Regions from separate parts of the Mus musculus genome. Here regions 1, 2 and 3 are each linked to region 4. Evidence: chromatin contacts called from public Hi-C and HiChIP or PLAC-seq data. All regions are on one chromosome and are shown on one strand. Each heading gives the region's core, a stretch centred on a gene start, on an enhancer-like site or on the middle of the called end of the contact. The rest is flanking DNA. Distances are from core to core; before and after follow the strand shown. Region 1 holds the start of Klhl9 (kelch-like 9). Region 2 overlaps Focad (focadhesin). Region 3 overlaps Focad (focadhesin). Region 4 has its middle 7.1 kb from the start of Ifna15.

Region 1 (5,350 bases), core at 2,056-4,555, 170 kb before region 4:
CAATCTAAAAATAAAACCCTTCATTCACTAGTATTCTAAGAATTATTAAATAGTGTTTGGTGATTAAAAAGTTATTTGGATGTTTTAGCCTATTATATGAAACAGATAAAATGATGCTTTTATATAGTTTGCACACCTAGAACCATTCTTTGCAGTTGATCCTAAAGAGTCTCATGAAAGAGTTAAAAAGCACTGGGTGTGGGGGCCACTCTTCCTCATTTTACTTCCCTACCCTGCAATGTGGGTTTCCACGATTTAGCTTTGGATATTTTCCTCTCGACTGGATCACTCTAAGACTTCATTCATCCTTGGCTAAGTAGCTGCTGTCTAGTCCCTAACTTAGAACCTCTAACCACAGCCCTTCGGAAATGGACCCTCTAATCCCAGAACCACGTATCCAGGTGTCAAGATCAAACCTCGGAATCCTCCAGTTTCTTGTTGTGAAGATGCCTTCCTTTTGCCAACAGTGAAGATTACTGTAACTAAAATTGATGATCTGATCCTGCAGGGACAATGTATATCTCTAACACCAGTCTTGAGGAGGCCAGCCTGCATCACACATTGAGACTCTCTTTCAATCAAAACTATTAATAATTTTATGCTTCCTACTGAAAAATGAAAATTTCTGTGAGGAAAAACTAAGTCCCAACTGTTTAAACCATGTTCTACTTTATTTTGAAGACTAGCATGATCAGGTATTTCTTTTTGTCTGTTTGTTTTCGGGTTTTTTTCAAGACAGGGTTTCTCTGTGTCAACCTAGGTGTCCTGGAACTCACTCTGTAGATCAACCTGATCCTAAACTCTCAGAGACCTGCCTGCCTCTGCCTCCTGGGTGCTGAGATTAAAGGCGTGTGCCATCACTCCTGAGCCTTAGATGTTACTTGTAGCTTGAATAAACTGGACATCCATTCTTCATCTGAAATTACAAACACGTGAAATGTCTAAAAGTGAAACTTTAAATAATAAAAATATTAATTAAAATATGAAAGTAAATACTGGGCTGGAGAGATGGCTCAGAGATTAAGAGCACTGACTGCTCTTTCAGAGGTCCTGAGTTCAATTCCCAGCAACCACATAGTAGCTCACAACCATCTGTAATGGGATCTGTTGCCCTCTTCTAGTGTGTCTGAAGACAGCAACTGTGTACTCAAATAAATAAAAGAAACGAATCCTTTAAAAAAGAAAGTAAATACTTCTTTTTAAGTTAAATGTGAAGGTGAACATGATCTCATATGTGCTAAATACTAAGATATAATAAATGAAATTAAAAAAAAATATATTGGAATTGATATAATAAAGCACACGAGTAAATGCTATGTCTAGTGGGCCGATGACCCTAAGTCGATGCTTTTAACACATACCTGTTTAACATGACTACCAAATATTGGTGAAAGCAGAACAAAATAATCTTTTTTTTTTAAGATTTATTTATTATATGTAAGTACACTGTAGCTGTCTTCAGACACACCAGAAGAGGGAGTCAGATCTTGTTACGGATGGTTGTGAGCCACCATGTGGTTGCTGGGATTTGAACTCTGGACCTTCGGAAGAGTAGTCGGGTGCTCTTACCCACTGAGCCATCTCACCAGCCCCCAAAATAATCTTTTAAAATAGTTAAATGTTGGTGGCTGGAGAGATGGCTCAGAGGTAAAGAGCACTGGGTGCTCTTCCAGAGGACCCAGGGTTCAGTTCCAAGCATCTAGAGGATAGATCACACCTGCCTGTTACTCCAGTTGACATCCTCGCATAGCCATACATGCAGACAAAACACCAATGAACATAAAAATAAATGTAAAATAAACCATTGAAATATGAGGAGCATGTGTCCCTAATAACCATAAATGTTCATGCCTGGTTTCTCATTAACCTTGCTAGCTTAGTAGGGAAAGGACCGATGTCTTGAAGTTTGCTCTGGCACCTTCTCAGGAAGTGATCTTGTTCTTTCTTTCCCTACAGGTAGAAATTAATCTCTCGGAAGTGCCTCTTCACAGCCAGGTGACATGTCAGAGCCACTCAGGAAAGGCTTACCCCAACTCCTGAACCAAGCAGCCTCCCAGAACTTAGCTCCTGGGAAGAACTTCTCAAGACCATTCTCATTTCAACAAAGCTCTGGTATAACAGGGCACCTGGGGGGGGGGGGGGGAAGGAACGACGACCACAGGTTGTTCTACTAGTTTGGGGAAAAGAATGTTGTTCTACTAGTTTCCCGGGATTGCTGCAATTGGCCGGAAACCACCGGGAGAAGAAGGAAGGAGAAATAAAGGAAGATTAATCACCTATAGTTAAGTAAATTACATACATTTTTTTGGGGTCATCAACAGGTTGTAAGTAAGCTCTCTATATACCAATTTTGGAAAATCTTGAACTGGAAAAAAAAAATCCAGTAGGATACATGCCATTTAGAAAAGAGCCAGGAAGTGGAGCATAAGAATGTAAGTATATTCTTAGTCTGCATACAAGTAAACGCTAGAAGGATTTGGAACTTCGAGAACAGAGAACTACGGCAAATTATATACTTATTCTCAAATCAAAGTTAAAATTTGCCAGTAGCTAGAGAACTGCATGTTAATAAAAAATACTTATAAAAGCAAAGTTCAACACAAGGGAAACGCAAAGGGTAACTATTTTGGAAACATTGACTTGAATATTCTACCAAATATTATCATTATCCAAATCAGGATAACGTTTTGTGTTCAAATCATCTGCGCTTATTACAGAGTCCATAAGATAATGGAGGACATTTGTACACTGATGAAAACAGTGGACAAAGTAAACTATAACATGCTCAACTACTGGAAAACTGTAGCCAGTTAAAAATAGTGTTTGGAAAACAAAACCCTGAAAACCGTATTTATGAAGGCATTATCTCTCCTGCCAAATATTAAAAAAATGTATCATTAGGACCAAAATTTAGTGGCAAGTTAAATCTCATGTGTCTTAAATGTTAAACAAACAAACAAAAAACCTTTTACAATCAACATTTTTAATTGAGTGTGACGCAAACTGTAAAACTGTTCTTGAAGAAAATAAATAAATAAAACGATACAATGATTTCTTCTGCCAGGCTTCTTGTGTTTGAACAAAGGTTGCCTTTCGTTGCTGCTCTGGCAAAGACCTTAAGCGTAAATCTTGAAAAGAACGCGCTCTTGAAAAGCAAGCTTAAGCACACGCACGCGCATTCCTACAAGCTTACATAATGGACCCTGCACCGGCCTCGCTGGCCGGCCGGAACCCCGCCCCCAGTCCCGCCCGCGCCCTGCCCCCATCCACCGCCCCCTTGCCAGCTCAGCCGCGCAAGCGCACTAGCTGTGCAGCCGCTCCTAGCCCGGGGGATCCTGGGATTCTGCCTTTCCGGAAGGTCGGGCTGGCTCTCGGTGCTAGGCCGCCGTTCTAGGCCCAAGTCGGGATTCCAGGCCCTGCTCCAAGCCAAGTCCGTAGCCGCGACGACACAGCGGGGATCGCAGAGGACGCGGCCGCAGCTCGTTGGGGTGGCTGAGCCTTGGAGGGCGGCAGCCGGGGTGCGCAGGCCGTGACGGCCCCTCCCCCGCCCTGAGCGCAGCGGCGAAGGACGACAGCCCGGGACCGGAGGAGGTGAAGCGGTCACGTAACTGCCCCGGGTGATGACTCACCCGCTCTCCTGGCAGATTTGAGGTGCGTGCTGCTGTTGCTGCAGGGCGGACGTCGGTGTGCCCAGAGCGGTGCTGCGGCGACCGCTTGCTTGCCCTTGGTTCGGCGGCCCCGGGGTTTCCCGAGAGCGTTCTCTTTGTAACGTCTGCGGCCTGCAGCTCGCAGCGAGCTCCGGCTTCTCCCATGAAGGTGTCTCTGGGTAACGGCGACATGGGCGTCTCTGCCCACCTGCAGCCTTGCAAGTCTGGAACTACGCGGTTTTTTACCAGCAACACGCACAGTTCGGTTGTATTGCAAGGCTTTGATCAGCTCAGAATAGAGGGCCTACTTTGTGACGTGACGCTGGTACCTGGCGATGGAGAGGAAATCTTCCCGGTTCATAGAGCCATGATGGCGTCTGCCAGTGATTATTTCAAGGCCATGTTCACTGGAGGAATGAAAGAGAAAGATTTGATGTGCATCAAGCTTCATGGGGTGAACAAAGTTGGTCTGAAGAAAATCATTGATTTTATTTATACTGCAAAACTGTCTCTTAATATGGACAATCTTCAGGACACTCTTGAAGCTGCCAGCTTTCTACAGATCTTGCCGGTTTTGGATTTTTGTAAAGTATTTCTTATATCAGGCGTCTCTTTGGATAACTGTGTGGAGGTTGGCCGGATTGCTAACACCTACAATCTTATAGAAGTGGATAAATACGTAAATAATTTCATCCTGAAGAACTTTCCTGCCTTGTTGAATACTGGGGAGTTTCTGAAACTCCCCTTTGAACGGCTTGCCTTTGTGCTTTCCAGCAATAGTCTCAAGCACTGTTCGGAACTTGAGCTCTTCAAGGCAGCCTGCCGCTGGCTGAGGCTGGAAGACCCTCGGATGGACTATGCCGCAAAATTAATGAAGAATATTCGCTTTCCACTGATGACACCACAGGATCTCATCAACTATGTGCAGACAGTAGATTTCATGAGAACAGACAATACCTGTGTGAATTTACTTTTGGAAGCAAGCAATTACCAAATGATGCCGTATATGCAGCCGGTGATGCAGTCGGACAGAACTGCCATTCGATCTGATTCTACTCATTTGGTTACCTTAGGAGGAGTTTTGAGACAACAGCTAGTTGTCAGTAAAGAGTTACGAATGTACGACGAAAGGGCGCAGGAGTGGAAGTCGTTAGCGCCCATGGATGCTCCTCGATACCAGCATGGCATTGCTGTTATTGGAAATTTCCTTTATGTAGTTGGTGGCCAGAGTAATTATGATACAAAAGGAAAAACGGCTGTTGATACAGTTTTCAGATTTGATCCTCGTTATAATAAGTGGATGCAGGTGGCATCATTAAACGAAAAGCGCACATTCTTTCACCTGAGTGCCCTCAAAGGACATTTATATGCAGTTGGTGGGCGCAGTGCAGCTGGTGAACTGGCCACAGTAGAATGTTACAACCCAAGAATGAATGAATGGAGCTACGTTGCAAAGATGAGTGAACCCCACTATGGCCATGCTGGAACAGTATATGGGGGTTTAATGTATATTTCCGGAGGAATCACTCATGACACTTTCCAAAATGAGCTCATGTGTTTTGACCCAGATACAGACAAATGGACACAGAAGGCTCCTATGACTACAGTCCGAGGTCTGCATTGCATGTGTACAGTTGGAGACAAGCTGTATGTCATCGGTGGCAACCACTTCAGAGGAACAAGTGATTATGATGATGTCCTAA
Region 2 (5,429 bases), core at 2,231-4,730, 140 kb after region 4:
ACACACAGCACTAGGAGAAAAGGATACACACATACACACACACTCACACAGAAGACTGACACATGACTCCAACCCTTACCCTACACAGAAATCAACTCAAACTATCAAATGCCTTAACATAAGACCTGAAACTCTAAGTACCAGTGAAAGACTTCACGATATGGTACAAATGATAATTCTTGAATGAGGTACCAATATCTCAGAGAACAAAAGCAAGAATTAATGAGATGACATCAAATAGCCACAAACATCAAATGACAACAGGGTTTTGATGGAGATTGCATCGAATCCCTAGATTACTTTGAGCACTAAGGAAAGTTAATGACTTCTGCCAATCGTGAAAATTGGCAGTCTTTCCTTAGTTTGTTCCTTCTACACAGCAAATAACAGAGTAAAGGAAAAAACCTACAGAGTGGGAGAAAACAGTTGCCAAGTCTTCAGAAGGTATAGAGACCCCAGAAATTCAATATGAAATTAGTAGTACAATTAGAATGTGTTTGTGATATGAATATACTTACAAAGTACACACACACACACACACACACACACACACAAGAACTATGAAATAAATGTTCCATTTTACTAACCACCAGGGCAACAGATTCAGTCAGAATGTCTGGCTATCAACCATACAACAACAAAAACAAATGTTAGTGAGGATGTGGAGAAAAAGAAACCACTGTTGTTAGGAATGCAAATTAGTGCAGCTACTCCTGCAACAGTGTGGAAGTTCCTCAAAAAAAAAAACCTAAAAATAGAACTACCATATGATCCAACTGCCCCAAAGAGAGGACAAAAGGAAGTGAAGTTAGCAGCGTATGGAAAAGAATGCACTCTTCACAATAGAAAGATGTGGGGCCCTGGAGGCTGTCAGCATGGATGGATAGAGAAAATATGCTGCATGCTCACACAGTGGGTCATCTAGCCACAAAGCCTGAATTTCTGTTATTCCAGAACAACGAAGAGAAACAGAGAGCACATTAAGCAAGGGCAGCTATAATGTTCTTGCTTATGTGTGAAGATTTAAGAACTGACATGAAAGTTGATTAGTAATTATGTGGGGCTGGAAGCCAGCAGAAGGGACGTGAGATTTGATGAATGCATCTCTCATGCACGTGTGGAAATATCACATTGAACCCACTAATAGGTACAGTAACACAGAAAACCTGAAATCAAAGAGTAAAGTTATTTAAAAGTAAATTAATTGGAGGTAGGGTGGGCTAATAGAAAACTATATTTGAACAAGCTCGACCGATTAAATGTTTTCCAGGAGAGTGGGGAAAAGACTTTTATTATTTACATTTTCCTGCCTCTACCCTTCACAAATTATCAAGATAATAATCATATCTGGGAGATAACAGCTCTCAAGTATAAGGATACCACATACAAATAAAGGAGGGGGGGATAGCTTAGAGATAGTGATGAACGCTACCAACGGGGGGTGGAGGGGAAGGGGAACCCTGCCTTAGAGTGAGTGAGTAGGATGAGTTTGCTTGCACTGCCTTCCTGTATAAGATCTGGACAGTTCATGTGCTCTAATTGAGTCTTCCTTGTTAACTGTGGCTGCTCCTAGAATTCAAACAACCCTCTGCCTGTATCCTAAAACCATGGATCTTTACAGATAAATGATTAACCAACCTTACTCTTTTTGCACTATAGGTATGTATTTCACCTACAGCCATCTTTATACAGAAAGAAAAGACTTCCTCCGAGTTTTTTCTGTCAAACAGAAGAACGTGTGAGGTAGCCTGTCGAACAGGTGAGAAGATGGACTGGTGGTCTAAGCTGCAGCAAATACAACACTGGGCATCTGCTAGCGAAAAAAAAAAACATAGAACTGGACAAAAAAAAAAAAAAAATCTACTGTGGTCCCGTGTTCTAAAGCTCCTGAGCTTTAAGAACAAATCCCCAAAGGTGCAGCAGACACTGCTTCACCAGGGCCGCGGGCTTTATACAAGTTACATTTATAATGAGTTTGAAAACTCTGAATGTTTTCCTGTAATGTTAATGAGAGATAGATTCACTGGAGTAAATTCAATTGACTTGAGAAACCAATTGATTAACTTCTGCACTCGCAACTAACAGATTTATATGAAGGGGATGAGGTAAAAGAGTCCCCTCTGATTCTAAGATAACAAATTCCCCTGCCCTTAGAACCATGAACATTACATATACCCAGAAAATTAAGCATCTTCCTGTATCTTAGTTCAGGTTGCTGCTGTGTCATGAAGCGCATCCCTACCTTATAAAACTTGGCTGTCAAAACTACAGAAATGTATGTTTTAGGGTTTGGGAGACTTGGATGTACAAGAGCAAGATGTTAGCCAACATAGTAAGATTAGTATAGGCATAAACTGTAGACTGGGTCAGCCTCTCGATTAGAAACACTGCTAAGTTGAGCTGTAGCTAGTAGAGATAGAAAGACAATCAGACTTCTTAGATCTGACAGAATGCACCCTGGAGCTCTTTTGAGAGGTGATCTTGCATCACAGATGATCAGAGGTGTCTCTTCAAATGCATAGGGGCTACTTATCTGCTCTGACTAAGATGATGAGTTCAGCATCTTCAAACTCTTCCACCATCTACTCACTAATTTCCCAGTGGCTTCTCCACTTTGCATACAGCACTGCCTCACCTTAACTACTGCTCACTTAGTCTGGTTTATTGCAACAAAATATTACTAAATTGAGTGATTCTAGAAATGAAAAGGCTTAACATCAGGATGCCAAGTGGCAAGTGACTTTTGAGCGTGAGATGCAGATGGATGCCTCCTTGCTGTGTGGCCAGGCCATAGAGAAGGTGGCCCTTTGGTTACTATGGAGTTATTATGACTGTAACATGATTTTAGACAATTGCATAGATGCCCATATCTGTGCCAAATGTACACCTTTCCAGTCCAGTCTATGCTTGGATACTTCCAAGATGCATACAGTAGCTTAAACCCTACACAGGCGCATGCCCAAATACTTTGTGTCTTGGCAACTTGTGTTTTCAAAAGCTGACAGGAGAAGACTTGTAACAAAACCCTCCTTTATGTAGTTACGGACATGGTCTAAAGAAGCAGCTTCCTGTTTGTGTAAAAAAAAAAGTGAAACATCTAGACCGAACAATTTACCTCTTACTTGGGGTCACACAGGTAATCAGGAGGGAGGTTATTATAATTTCAGTGGCACAGCTTTGAATTTAGTCTTTAGTGCTAGCAACGAAGATTCTTTAGCGGACCAATAGCCAGACAACCCCATGACTTGTCCATCCATGACTGCTCAAAACCAAGAGCTCGGAAAGTGAGGGCTGAGGATTACCTTATTTCCTTCTTTTTGTAAACTTCTGTTTTCCTGTGAAGAGCAGGAGGAAACACCAGGTTTGAGAAGAAACCGGACTGAAAAGACATGGAAAATCTGAAATATGAAGTCTAGGCAGATTTGTGCATTCCTTGGGCAACAGCAAATGTTTGGTTGCTGATTCACAATGAGAAAATGTCTCCAGTGCCAACTTCCTCTTCACTAATCATTGTCTCCTGTGTTTCCAAGGTACTCTGGAATCCAGAGCACTTTAATGCATGCAGAAAAACCTGGTCTGTTACACTACTCTCAGGCTTCCCTGTGCCAAAGGCCTGGTGTTTTTCTTAGCAGATGTGCACCTTAAAGTGGGAGCCAAGATGTCTGATGCAGTAGAAATAGATATTTTTGCTCCATTTTAAAGCCGAAAACAATGTTCCCCATGGTACTGTTGCAAGACTTCAAACAAGCTAAGCAAAACGAAACATCTAGTGTTTTCACAATCTGGTACCCAATAGTAAATGCTAGATGACTTTCAGTCTCTAGTTGGTAGGACATACACAACAGTGCATATGGGAAGGAGAAGAAAAGCTGGTATACATTGCTTCTACCTTCTTTTTTCTCTTGGCTTAAACTATCTCCTTGTAGTCCAATCTGTGAAGGAATTATATATTTGGAAACTAGAACCAGTAGTGCTGCTGTAACTCAGTGCCCTTTGGGACAACAAGAAGATACATGCCACCCGTGAATGTCAGCAGTTCTGTGTTTGTGAAAGGCCAGGCACTTGTCTTTGTATGGAAGACACAAAAGTGCCTGACTTTGGTGCCATGACTTTCCTTCCTAATGATCCCCTGTATGTGTATTCAGATGACTGGTTGAAGACTGGGCCCCAGTTGAAGTCACAATGATCAACAAGCATCAAAAGTATAATGCTGCCTGAGTCTCTAGCCAATGCCAGAGCTGAAATCATGATACTATCTTTAGACCACTAATACTTTAAGCTTTTAGGTCACTAATATTCTGGTGGAGAGATCTTCAGTCTTATAAAAAGATTGATCTTCTGAGGAGACATGTATCCCTTTTTGCTGGTCTAGCATCCTATCATCTTTCTCCCAGGGAAACCCAGTTCAAGTTTGCTTGGGGCTACCTCCTCTGTGTCCAGGACTCAGGTCAACACCTGACTTAGGCCTAACCACTGAGTATATCCCACCTGTCAGGGACCCAATACTTGTTAAAAGACCTACGTGTATTCCTAGAGTCTGCCCAGTATTGATTCTGCCATGCCGGTGGGGGAAAGAACTGTTCTTTAGTCTTGGTAATGGTAGCTGGCGGACGTTTTGCTAAGTAGGAGGCATGCTCTCCAGAGAAAGAGACCACAGCATCAGGATTTATCAGACCAACCATGAGTTTCTTGGTTTGTGAACTAATAGCCTCCTTTGTGGCCACTAATGTTGTGAATTGGATAACTTTCACGTGTATTCATGACAACCCAGCATGGGAATTCTACCTATCACTGATGAGTTTAACTTGGGTACCAGTCAGTATCATGCCTAGTGATTGGAATGTGCCTAGCAGTTCTCTTAAGTGGGGGTTTTATCAACAAGAATAAAACTCAATGACACAGCTTCATGGAAAATAGATTATCACAACCTTGTCACCTGTATGGTTTGCTTTCATTGGCAAAATCTTCCCACACACTTAAAAATAAAAGTCACATTGCACAAAACTCATAAGATTATTTTACTAGAACTTGAGGGAGAGAAAATATACTCTAGTTTTCACAAAGAAAAGATAACTTTTACAATGAACTCTGTCCATATAGAAGTCATGTTCTATTTCAGTTTTAAATGCCCAGGTACCCAAGGAATGCACCCTTCTCCTGGCCACGCACACAGTGAGATGTCAGTATGTAGCCATCTTCTCATGACCTCCAATGGTGAGGATCACTTTTCATAGATCTCAGATAGCAGTCCTAAAAAGCTTCTGTTTCTCTGGTCTGTCTCCTCCCATGGAGAATGTTGCTGGGTCCTGTGACTGTCACCACCCATACGCTCTGGTCCATACAGCTTTCTTCTTAAACTCTGGGAGAACTCTCAGGGATAGCAGGGTGGCTAGGAGGAAAAGAACACAGGCAGACTGATGCACTTGACA
Region 3 (5,352 bases), core at 140-2,639, 230 kb after region 4:
CCACAGAACAATATTTCCCATAAACGTAAAGACAAAACTCCTCAAAAGCATGAGCAAAATGAGTCTGACAATGTTTAAAAAATTTATTCACTACAATTAGTGGTATTTATCCTGTGCGAGTGGGTCAATATTCAAGAATGTACGGTGGAGAGATCACACATCAGATCAATATTGTGGAAAAGAGCGCTTGTGGAACTCAACTTCCAACTAGTTTAACCAAGTTTTAGTCCAAGCTTGACAAGGAAAATCTACACAACACCCCAAGCCAAAAGAATCCCATAGAATACACATGGCAAAAACCTGAAAGCTATTTTTAAAAGATCAGAACAAGGCAGATATGTCAATTCTCAGCAGTTCTTTACAACATCATACCAGAAGTCCCCACTGATGTAATATGATAGAAACAAAAAGTTTAACATATACTGGAAGGAAAGAAAAATTGCCTCTGCCACAGACAACATAGGCATTTACATATAAAATTCAAACAAATTGGCCAAAAGATCCAGGAACTAGTCACCTCAGCAAGGCTAGTTTATACAAGAATACACAGAACCCAACCGCTTTCCCTTATATCTACAATGAATAAATAAATATTAAAATGTGAGACTCAGTGACATAGTAATATCACCTGAAATGGAAGGTGTGGGTATAAATGTACAGAAATACTTACAGGATCAACATGAGAAAAACTATATACTATGAAAGACCAATAATTTAAATAAATGGGGAGATATGCTAAGCTTATAAATAGAAGATTCAACCCTAACCGTGTATTCCAGTGAGGTTCTAATCAAATCCTAGAGTGTTATTTCAGAAATATCAGCGCAGTGATTCTAAACATCATATGGCAAAGAAAAAGGAAGAAAGAGGGGCTAGAGATGGTTCAACAATTAAGAGCACTTACTGCTCTCTCAGAGTTCTGTTCCTACACGGTAGCTCACTGTGGCATGTACCCCCAGTTCCACAGGACATTGTGTCCTCTTCTGTCCTCTCCTGCAAACATCTAGTACACATAGATTCATATAGGCATGCACATATACATGAAAATAATAAATGAATGAATGAGCGAATGAATGAATGAACAAATGAATTTTAATACACAAAGGAGTCAATGAAACAAAGAGGAATATTAAGTAGGTGAGATTATGGGACCTTACGCCTTACTATTCAGCTAGAGTTAAGGTAGAAAAGCAAAATCTTGTTGTCTTTACACAGTAGCAATAAGCAGAAAATCAAACAGAATGAACCCTAGTTACAAAATGTAATGGTTAGTAAATGTAACAAAACGCCTGCAAGATTTAAAATATGCAAACAAAATGTTAACCTAACTAAATGCAAAGATTACATTGTTCATGAGTGGAGAGACTGGTGTTCCTTATTTCAGTTTCCTGCCAAGTGGCCTACGGAACTGATATATTTATAATCTACATCAGAGCCAGCATGTGAATTCTTAAAGCTGTGTTTATGTTTATATAGAAAAGCAAAGGGCCTAGATACCATTTCAATTCAAGGCTTATTGCTAGGTAACAATAATTAAGATATATGATTTGGGTAAAAGTACAGAAATCGTAACAAATAGAAAACACACATATCCAAGAAAGAGGAAGAGACTGAGAGAGGGAGGGAGGGAGGGAGGGAGGGAGGGAGGGTGGGTGGGAAGGGAAGAGGGAAGGGGAAGGGAGAGAGGGAAAATGCATGGGGAGGTGATTTTTGACCAAGGTACTTAAGTAAAAGTGTAAAACTTCTCCATGGAAACAGAGCCTATCTACAAGCTGACTAGTAAGTACACTAAATGTGCTGCGCTGACTCAGGAAAAACTGACCTGCAAAGGAAGCAGCACAGAACCAACGTGGGCTACCACAAGGACAAACGTCAAACACTTTACCTTGTAGCCACACCAAATTAATCCTATACTTTGAATGTATATATAAAATGGGTGGGTTTTACAATATGTGAATTATGCTTTTACTTTTAAAAATTAATGAATAAAAATTAAATTAAGCAGAAAAGGAAACCTCTTGTAATCTTGCTTCAGATTTTTATCATTTATTTATTTATTTATTTATTTATTCATAACTCCAGATTTTATTTCCCTCCTGGTCCACCCTCCAACTGTTCCACATCCCACACCTCCTTCCTGCCCACCTCCACTCACCCCCACCCCTGTGTCCATGAGGATGTCCCCACCCCCCCACTCCCACTCCCACTCCCACTCCCACTCCACCAGACCTCTAAACTCCCTAGGGCCTCCAGTCTCTTGAGGGCTAAGTGCATCTCTGACTAAACCCAGACCCGGCAGTCCTCTTCTGTATATGTGTTGGGGGCCTCATATCAGCTGGTGTATGCTGCCTGGTTAGTGGTCCAGTGTCAGAGATCTCAGAGGCCCAGGTTAATTGAGATTGCTGGTCCTCCTACAGGGTTGCCCTCCTCCTTAGCTTCTTCCACCTTTTCCCTAATTCAACCACAGGGGTCAGCAGCTTTTGTCCACTGATTGGATGCAAATATCTGCATTTGACTCTTTCAGCTGCTTGCTGGGTCTTTCTAAGGACAGTCATGATAGTTCCCTTTTTGTGAGTGCTCCAATTGCTGGTTGGATTGCAAACTGGTACAACCACTCTGGAAATCAATCTGGAGATTCCTCAGAAAATTGGAAGTAGATCTACCTGAAGACCCAGCAATACCACTCTTGGAAATATACCCAAAAGATGCCCCACCATGCCACAGGGGCATGTGTTCCACAATGTTCATAGTATTCTTGTTTGTGATAGTCAGAAGCTGGAAACAACCTAGATGTCCCACAACAGAAGAATGGATACAGAAAAAGTGGTTCATTTACACACTGGAATACTACTCAGCTATTAACAACGAGGACATTCTGCGTTTTGCAGGCAAATGGATGGAACTAGAAAATATCATCCTGAGTGAGGTAACTCAGACTAAAAAGACAGGCATGGCATGTACTCACTAAGAAGTGGATATTAGCCCTCCCCCACAAAAAAAGTACAGAATACCCAAGATAGAGTCCACAGAACTAAAAAAGATCAACAAGCTGAAGGGCCCAAGTGAGGACGCCTCAGTCCTACTTGGGTGGGAGAAGAAAGCAATCACAGGATGGAGGAGGGAGGGACCTGAGAGGGAAAGTGGACAGGATGTGGTGCATGGAGAGAGGGGAACCTGATCAGGTATTGGGAGAGGGAAAAGGACTGAAGCCCTGAGGGTCAGCAGAAAGAATGGAAACAGGCAGCCTCAGGAGGTAAGATGTTGGGGGGACCCTCCAGAATATACTAGAGACCGGGGAGGTGAGAGACTCTCAGGAATTAAAAGGAGGGACCTTATACAAGATGCCCTACAGTGGAGAGAGGGAACTTGTAGAGCTGACCTCCAGCAGGACATCAAGTGAGGGATGGGATTGCCATCATCCCACAGTCACAACTCTGACCCATAATTGCTCCTGTCTGAAAGAACTGCAAAGATGGAAATGGAGAGGAACCTGAGGAAAAGAAGGTCCAGTGATAGGTCCAAAGTGGGGTCCAGCTCAAGGGGAGGCTCCAAAGCCTGACACTATTGTTTCAGACTTTTAATAAAAGGCATAAAAAGAAAAATATGGCAACTTAGAATCTTCAAAATTAAAAATTTCATTTTTAAAATACAGCAATTTTTAAGGAAATGACAGTACTAGGTAAAAAAGAATTCTCAAAATCCATCTCTAACATACATTTTATATCCAGAACGTGTAAAACCCTTCCATTAGAAAATGAAATCTCAGGGGAAAAAATTGTGAAACTATCACATGCATCATGGAAAACTAAGGATGACAAATGGAAAAGTGAAAAGATGCCAGACACCATTCATCAGTGCAGAAATGAACAACATACCCATTACTGTTACTGGCAGGGAGGCAGGCAGAGAACTCTTATATCACAGGGGCAGCTACAAGCAGACAGCCAATGGGATACAGCCTACAATCTATGTTTAATTACCAAATACCCCAACAACCTCACTCTTGGCTCTTTCTCTACTTAAGGGAAATGGCATCAGAAAAAAAAAACTGATGTCAACACAAAAATATCTTTGTAATTCAGTGAGGAATCATCATAAAAATGTTTATACGACCACCAGAAACCAGACGCAAACTAAAGGTCCACCACCCACTAAATTGATAAACAAATGAAATTCTCAGGAAAAACTTCCAGAGATACAAAGAAGAGTTCGAAGAAACTTCTAGAAAAATGCAAAACAGGCTCCAGGAAGAATCAAACCAAACCAAACCAAACAGCGGCAAGGACAACAAAGGCAGAAGCAAGGGGAGATCTAAGGTAGACATAACTGATGGACCTGGAAGGGGACGTGCTCATCCTGAACTGCAGTTTCACTCTGGGATTTCTGTTACTCACAGTCAACCACGGTCTGATAAGTAACTGAAAATCCCATAAAGAAATGGTTTGCAGGCTTGAATCCACGCACCGTCCTAAGCAGTCTGACAGAACTTTGCACTGTCCTGCTCTGGACGTGAGGCCTTCCTTCAGCCAGTGTATCTGTACTGCATGTACTACCTGCCCTTTAATCCTAGCTCATTCAGAAACCTCATTAACCATAATGGCTCTAGACCTTAAGAATGGTGGCACTGGTCAATCAGAAATGCCAAAGCAAGCCAAGAAGAGAATAAGTAAAAGTTGTGGACTTAATAAAGAAATTTTTAAAAATTCACTTGATATGGCTGCTAAGCTCTATGGTAAGAAACTGAAATTGAATTCCAGGGTTCAATTTCCAGACTCTTCCACTTAGCTGTTTTATGATCTTGAACAAATTAACAGGACCTACCTCAGACCGTGCATGTGGAGATTAAATGAATGAATATGCTGTGCTCCTCTGCTTATTATTCTGAGGTCATGTCCTAATAAAACATTACAAACTGAAAATGTCCTAACTTGAAAATACATGTAATTAACCTAGCTTGCCAGGCATCCTAGCTCAGCTACACAGTAGTGCACTGCAAAACGCAGCAGCTCTTCCCAGTGGTTGGGTGGCTTGCTGAGCTGCAGTTTACTGCCCTTGTGCAGGATCAAGAAGGAACATTGTTCTGTATGTTGCTAGCCCAAGAGAAATGTAAATTCAAAGTATTGTTTCTACTAAAGCCATATACCTTTTGGACCATCAAAAAGACAGCATACAGATGATGTCTGGGGTGTATGTTGTATGTACAGTAGTCATCATACAGTATACAAGTTGCTTATAAGTTGCTATTATTGCAACTGTTCTTAGTCAACTTTTCAAAACCGTCGTTATTTCTGGTTAAACAGTTTAAGAAATAATGGCTCAGGGATTAAATCACCAATGAAAGAGTATTCATGG
Region 4 (5,395 bases), core at 2,167-4,666:
CCATACTATCACCTTGCCCAGAAAATATGTATGGCCATATTGTGCTTCATAACTAGATTTAATGACTTGTTTTCATACAACAGATTTTTGAGAACCAAGAGACAAGATGGGAGAACTGAGACAGGAGCATGGGATGTGGAGAGTAAGTCCTGAGCTATCATTCCTGCACACAAGACCTGGAGACCTGTTCAGCACAGGTGATGGGAGAACAAGAATCTGCCCATGCAGTGGCCTTAAGGAAATACTTGCAGGGAGCACATCTCTAGCAAAAAGAAACACAGTGAGCAAGCCTAGGAGATGTCATCATGGAAATAAGGAGAGCAGAGCTGCAAGAGAGGCTGAGGATGGAGGCCTGGGCTTATCTTGAAATGATTCTTCTTGATGAATCTGATATGTCACATACATCATCACCATTTGCTTTAGTAAGATCTTGCTAAAAGTGACAGTCTTAATGTTAAGTAACACTAACAAATATTCATTTGTACTTTATCTGTTATTGTGGCTTATCATATTGATAATATACAGGAGACAATTTCCTGAACAGAACACCACTGGCTCAGGCTCTAAGATCAACGATTGATAAATGGAACCTCATGGAACTAAAAGGCAAAGGACACGTCAATAGGACAAAAAGGCAGCCAACAGAGTAGGAAAAGATCTTCACCAACCTTGTACCTGACAGAGGGCTAATATCCAAAACTTATAAAGAACTCAAAACATTAAACACCAACAACTCAAATAACCCAATTAAAAATGGGGCACAGAGCTAAAAAGAGAATTCTCAACTGAGGAATCTGAAGTGGCTGAGAAACACTTAAGGAAATGTTCAAAGTCCTTAGCCATCAGGGAAATGCAAATCAAAAGAACTCTGAAGTTCCATCTTACACCTGTCAGAATGCCTAAGACCAAAAACCCAAGTTGTAGCACATGCTGGTAAGGATGTTGAACAAGGGGAACACTCCTCCATTGCTGGTGGGAACACACACTTGCACAACCTCTTTGGAATTCAATTTTTTTTTCCCCAGAAAACTGCAACTAGTTCTACCTCAAGACTCAGCTACACCACTCCTGGCACATACCCAAAAGATGTTCCAACATCCCACAAAGACTATGCTCATAGCAGCTTTGTTCATAATATCCAGAAACTAGAAACAACCTAGATGTCCCTCAACTGAAGAATGGATAAAGAAAATGTGGTACAACTACGCAATGAAATAGAGACATCAAGAATTTTGCAGGCAAATAGATGGATCTTGAGTATATCATCCTGAGTGAAGATACCCAGTCCCAAAAGGATATGCATGGTATGTATTTATGAATAAGTGGGTATTAGCCATAAAATACAGGATGCCCATACCATACTCTACAGACCCAAAGAGGCTGGACAGTAAGGAGGGCACAAGCAAGGGTGCTTGAGTCTCACTTGGAAGGGAGATGGAGTGATCATGGAAGGCAGATGGAGGGAGAGACCTGGGTGGGAGAGGGGATCTGGGGAAGTGGCTCCTAGAGAAGAATGTGGATTAATGTCTCCAGAAGGTTCTTTTTCTGTCTTTAGATACGTTTTCTGAAAACAAATACCAGGCATATTAGTACGAATCCACAAACGTTTAAAGCATTGTATTTAAATAATTATTTAATTTCCAAAGTATAGTTAACCTGTTGATATGCTAATTAATATTACTCTACAATAAGCTTCAATAAGTATTTGCTTTTCAAATTCAGTTCTGTTTTTAAACATTACTGTTAGGCTCCTCATGAATCATTACAGACTTTGTGTTGGTCTTTTGCATAATTTATTCATGACTAATTTCTAATCCTTGCTATATACATTTTCTAAAAACTAGTGGTGTTTTGACTGATGTCTGGGCTGGTGTCGTTGTTCTTGCTGTTCTTGTTTTGTTTTGTTTTGTTTTTACTTTACCTGTGTACCAAGAGCTGTGTGGTTCTTAGTTCTGAGTTTGTTTCTTCTTTTGATGATGGAATGTTTATATCAGAGGACTAAGCCTCTCCCTAACCTTATTTCTTTCTGACTTGAAGTACATTCAGTACAAATGTTTCAACATTCAATCTTGTATTCTACCAGGGTTTTCCATCTAGGATAGTAAAACGTACATTGCTTTCTGTTAGTGTCCGCCATTCCTGGAATATTTGATTTTATTTCCCCCCATGTCTATCCTCTGGTACATCTTGCCTGCTGATAATACAGTATTTTCCACATTATCTCATTTATTAGTGTGGTTAGTAAACATGTTCTCTGTTCACTTATTGCTCATCACCGAAAGTGTCTAATAATTCCTATGGGTTCTCTAAGAAATCATGCTGATCAGGTTGTGAGGATCAAGTCAGAAAGGAACGCTCCACCGTGGACTGCATTAGTCTCTGCCTCCAGATTCCTGCTTCTCTGAGTTCCTGCCTTCGCTCCCCTCAACAGATTCAGGATGCAGTAGCCAGATAAAGCCTTTCCTCCCCAAGTTCGTTTTGGTCACAGTGTTTCATCATAGCAATGGTAACCTGAACTAAGACACCGTGTTTTAACACTGTGACTTTAGAACTGGTGTGCAGTGGAGAGCTTTAGTTAATCATTCAATAGTACTAATTGCACCTGGCGAATTTTAAGATAAATCAAGGAGTAAGATATATGGTCAAATGGATGAAAAAAAAAAATAAGAAAGAATCTTCCTCACAGAATAAAGAACAAAACAGCATATTAAGCAGAGAAATACTATTATGCACGCTATATAACAGCAACCATTGATAAAGAAGACTGTCAAGAGAAATAACTTAATAACCATATACACTCAGACTTAAAGTAATTGGTAACAGAAACCCAGGCAGGCTATGCCAGCACATGCCTTATTCCCAGCGCCCGGGAGAGACTATAGCGTTCAAGGCCAATCAAGGCACATAGGATGATCTTGTGGCAGTCAACGTGCCTTCTACTGAGTTTTTCAGACCTCCAGAACAGTGCTTATTGATGGAGCATTGCCGTCCGTTCTTGTCCAAAAGAGAAATTCCGTAGACCTTTGGGACAAGTCCTGGAAAAGGTCAAACTTCCTCTGTCACAGGAGCAGCTGGGAGCCGCACTGCAGGGCTGCTATCCCTCCCATTTGAGCCCCTCCAGCTTCGCAGAATCCATTTCAGAATCCAGCCAAAGCCACAGTAATTCTCCTGCCTCCACTCTCTGCTTGTCCCGCAGGTGGCAGGTGTTTCTCTTCTCTTTGTAGTTTTAGTTTTCTGTCTCTATGAAGAATGAAAAGCAAAAGTTCTTAATAAAACAAAAAAACAAAAACAAAAAACTGCTCTACACAGTTTTGAATTTGTGTCTCGAGGAATATTTTGGGGGTGGAGTTGAATGCCCAGTCAGAGTGACGTGAAGATCCGAAAGTGAAAGGAATCGTTGGGTTTGCATCCTTGAGCAGTGAATGGGAGCGCGCCCCCTGCTGACTGCGCGTCACCTGACTGAGCCTACGTCCTAGGAGCCAGAGCTTGCTTGAGTGTCAGTCCATAAGTCAAATCAGATACTGGTTGGTTACTCTCACAAGCTCCGTGCCACCATTGTACTAACAGAGCTTGCTGGCGGACACCATAGATCAAAGGAGTTGTAGCTGGGTTGGTGTTTTACTGTTTTCCTTTGCGCATACATAATACTTTCCTGTACCAAAGATGCTAGCACATATGGGTGGAGATGTCCATTTGGGGCCCCGTTTCCCCCATTATTTGGCGATTTCATTTAGGTTGCCTTCATATATGTAAATATTTTAGGAAGCTTCTACTATATTGCCCCCATACTATCAAATGGGCCTTAATTTAGCTGTCTTCTCCCCATCTCCCGTCACTCATTCCCCTATTTACCCTTCCCCAACTTGATCCTTCCATTCTACACACACACACACACACACACACACACACACACACACACCACCATTCACCATTCATCCATAGCTCTCTATTCTATTCCCCTTTCCAAGGAGATCTATGTTTCCCCAATCCCTTGCTGCATACCTATTCTTGCAGTTCTACTGGTTATAATAGCTTGGTTAATATTATTTTAACAGCTAATATCTACATACAAGTATATATTTGTCTTTCTGCCTGAGTTACCTCACTTTAAATAACTTTTCTTTAGCCCCATCAGTATACACGCAAATTTTATGATTTTACTTTTAATGCTAAGTAAAATAATCCGTTGTGTAAGAGTAGCAGAAAATTGGCATATCTCGTTTTGCATTCTTTTAATTCCCCCCCTTTTTAACAATAAATTATTTATTTTTAGACAGAATGGCTGGTACACAGGTGTTCATTACATTGTCATGTGAATACATTCTCATTATTTTTTTAAAAAAGCATTTCAAGTGCATATTACATTTTTTACATCAGTGGATTGAAATTCTTAAATTTTAAATAATTCTTCAAATAGCCAATTTTTAGAGATACCAGCTATTGAAGTTCAGTTAATGGATTTAGTAATTCTTTCTTTTAACAGTGCGGGCTTCCTTTGTGGTTGGTGACAATCTTCCTAGTGAGGCTTTGTGGTATTTTCCTTTCTCCTTGTATCTCTCTTACTGATTTATCTTTCTTCCTGGTTAGCCCAAGGCTTACATAAAATATCTAATAGTTAGGATATGCTCACTTCATGTAACAGATGCTTAATTTCAATTGCCTTTAACGAGGCCCTGCTTTCGCATCAAGCCCTAAACTATGCTCTTGACATCATATTTTACTTCTGTTTATACTGTGTGTGTCAACTGACTAATGATTATAGCCATAGTTGTTTTTACTAACTTCCCTTCTACCATTTTAACTAGCATTCAAAGTGGTGACTTTACGCTCTAACTTATGGTATCCGAGTACCTTGACCATGGATATGTATTTATATTACCTTTACTGTTAAGTTTTAAATGTTCATATGTTGCTACATCTCAACTTGAAAGTTGCCACTTAGTAGTTCCCTGTAGGCTATTCCCATAGGAGAGTATTTTATCAATGTGCTTGTATGAAATACAGTTCCTTATCTCTGTTACTTATGAAAGACATCTTGGCCAGGTATTGTATTATTATCTTGCTTGTTTTCCCTTTGAACCTTTGAGGACGCCCTCCTATTCTTCCAGGGATGTGAGTTTTTGTTGAGAAGTATACTGGCATCCTGTGGCCCTTGCCTTATGTGAGATAGGTGTTTACTCTCAGGGAGACAAATGCTTCAAGACTCCCTTGGTCTTGTTGACAGGTTAAGTATACTGTGTTCCAGAGACATGTTTCACCTAAGCATGAGAATAAGACCCAAAGGATGCATAATTTCATGACTTTGTCTTTGTCCCAACGTCACATAGTATACTTACACAAACTTAGACACTGTAACCCACTATACATTGAGGATGCAGGAAGTGGCCTCTCACTC

Evidence for each region. Hi-C and Micro-C count contacts between places; a contact is called where the count stands out from the background. HiChIP or PLAC-seq counts read pairs in DNA pulled down with a chosen protein or histone mark.
Region 1: a contact with region 4 is called in a Hi-C map of memory CD8 T cells, with 7 times the contacts expected there. The contact joins the promoter of Klhl9 here to the enhancer-like site in region 4. A contact is called at or near these places in 2 of 39 promoter capture datasets (the C10 cell line and pre-B cells), 2 of 15 datasets of contacts at CTCF or cohesin (CD8 T cells and the NIH/3T3 cell line), 3 of 484 Hi-C or Micro-C datasets (CD8 T cells, memory CD8 T cells and muscle stem cells), 4 of 115 datasets of contacts at active chromatin or transcription factors (the SCID.adh cell line, bone marrow-derived macrophages, effector CD8 T cells and 1 more) and 1 of 9 other capture datasets (adipose tissue).
Region 2: a Hi-C map of bone marrow-derived macrophages shows a contact between it and region 4, with 2.7 times the contacts expected there. The contact joins two enhancer-like sites. A contact is called at or near these places in 1 of 15 datasets of contacts at CTCF or cohesin (the NIH/3T3 cell line), 6 of 484 Hi-C or Micro-C datasets (LSK cells, bone marrow-derived macrophages, embryonic fibroblasts and 3 more), 1 of 115 datasets of contacts at active chromatin or transcription factors (bone marrow-derived macrophages) and 2 of 9 other capture datasets (adipose tissue and liver).
Region 3: a contact with region 4 is called in an H3K4me3 HiChIP or PLAC-seq map of bone marrow-derived macrophages, with 4 times the contacts expected there. The contact joins two enhancer-like sites. A contact is called at or near these places in 7 of 39 promoter capture datasets (the 3T3-L1 cell line, 3T3-L1-derived adipocytes, the HPC-7 cell line and 3 more), 1 of 15 datasets of contacts at CTCF or cohesin (pro-B cells), 53 of 484 Hi-C or Micro-C datasets (the 3T3-L1 cell line, 3T3-L1-derived adipocytes, the Ba/F3 cell line and 38 more), 2 of 115 datasets of contacts at active chromatin or transcription factors (bone marrow-derived dendritic cells and bone marrow-derived macrophages) and 2 of 9 other capture datasets (adipose tissue and liver).

What each region holds. Positions count from the first base shown.
Region 1 is chr4:88,720,463-88,725,812 of GRCm38.p6, reverse strand. It overlaps Klhl9 (kelch-like 9), which reads left to right and starts at 3,305. Exons shown (of 1, transcript NM_172871.2): 1 at 3,305-5,350. The coding sequence starts at 3,811.
Region 2 is chr4:88,410,577-88,416,005 of GRCm38.p6, reverse strand. It overlaps Focad (focadhesin), which reads right to left. Exons shown (of 44, transcript NM_001081184.1): 44 at 4,995-5,389. The coding sequence ends at 5,316. Hacd4 (3-hydroxyacyl-CoA dehydratase 4) reads left to right here. Exons shown (of 7, transcript NM_025760.5): 7 at 1,660-2,051. The coding sequence ends at 1,742. Among named protein-coding and RNA genes, the nearest start is that of Hacd4, 26 kb to the left of the region's middle. Within about 2 kb of position 3,480, at least 22 of the 459 cell types and tissues checked have an H3K27ac peak or open chromatin away from gene starts, as enhancers often do. A contact at or near this core is called in bone marrow-derived macrophages and muscle stem cells, where this site is marked.
Region 3 is chr4:88,311,543-88,316,894 of GRCm38.p6, reverse strand. The region is part of intron 21 of Focad (focadhesin); the gene reads right to left. Among named protein-coding and RNA genes, the nearest start is that of Hacd4, 120 kb to the left of the region's middle. Within about 2 kb of position 1,389, at least 1 of the 459 cell types and tissues checked has an H3K27ac peak or open chromatin away from gene starts, as enhancers often do. A contact at or near this core is called in bone marrow-derived macrophages, where this site is marked.
Region 4 is chr4:88,548,407-88,553,801 of GRCm38.p6, reverse strand. No RefSeq gene overlaps it. Among named protein-coding and RNA genes, the nearest start is that of Ifna15, 7.1 kb to the left of the region's middle. Within about 2 kb of position 3,416, at least 74 of the 459 cell types and tissues checked have an H3K27ac peak or open chromatin away from gene starts, as enhancers often do. A contact at or near this core is called in CD8 T cells, the SCID.adh cell line, adipose tissue and 3 more, where this site is marked.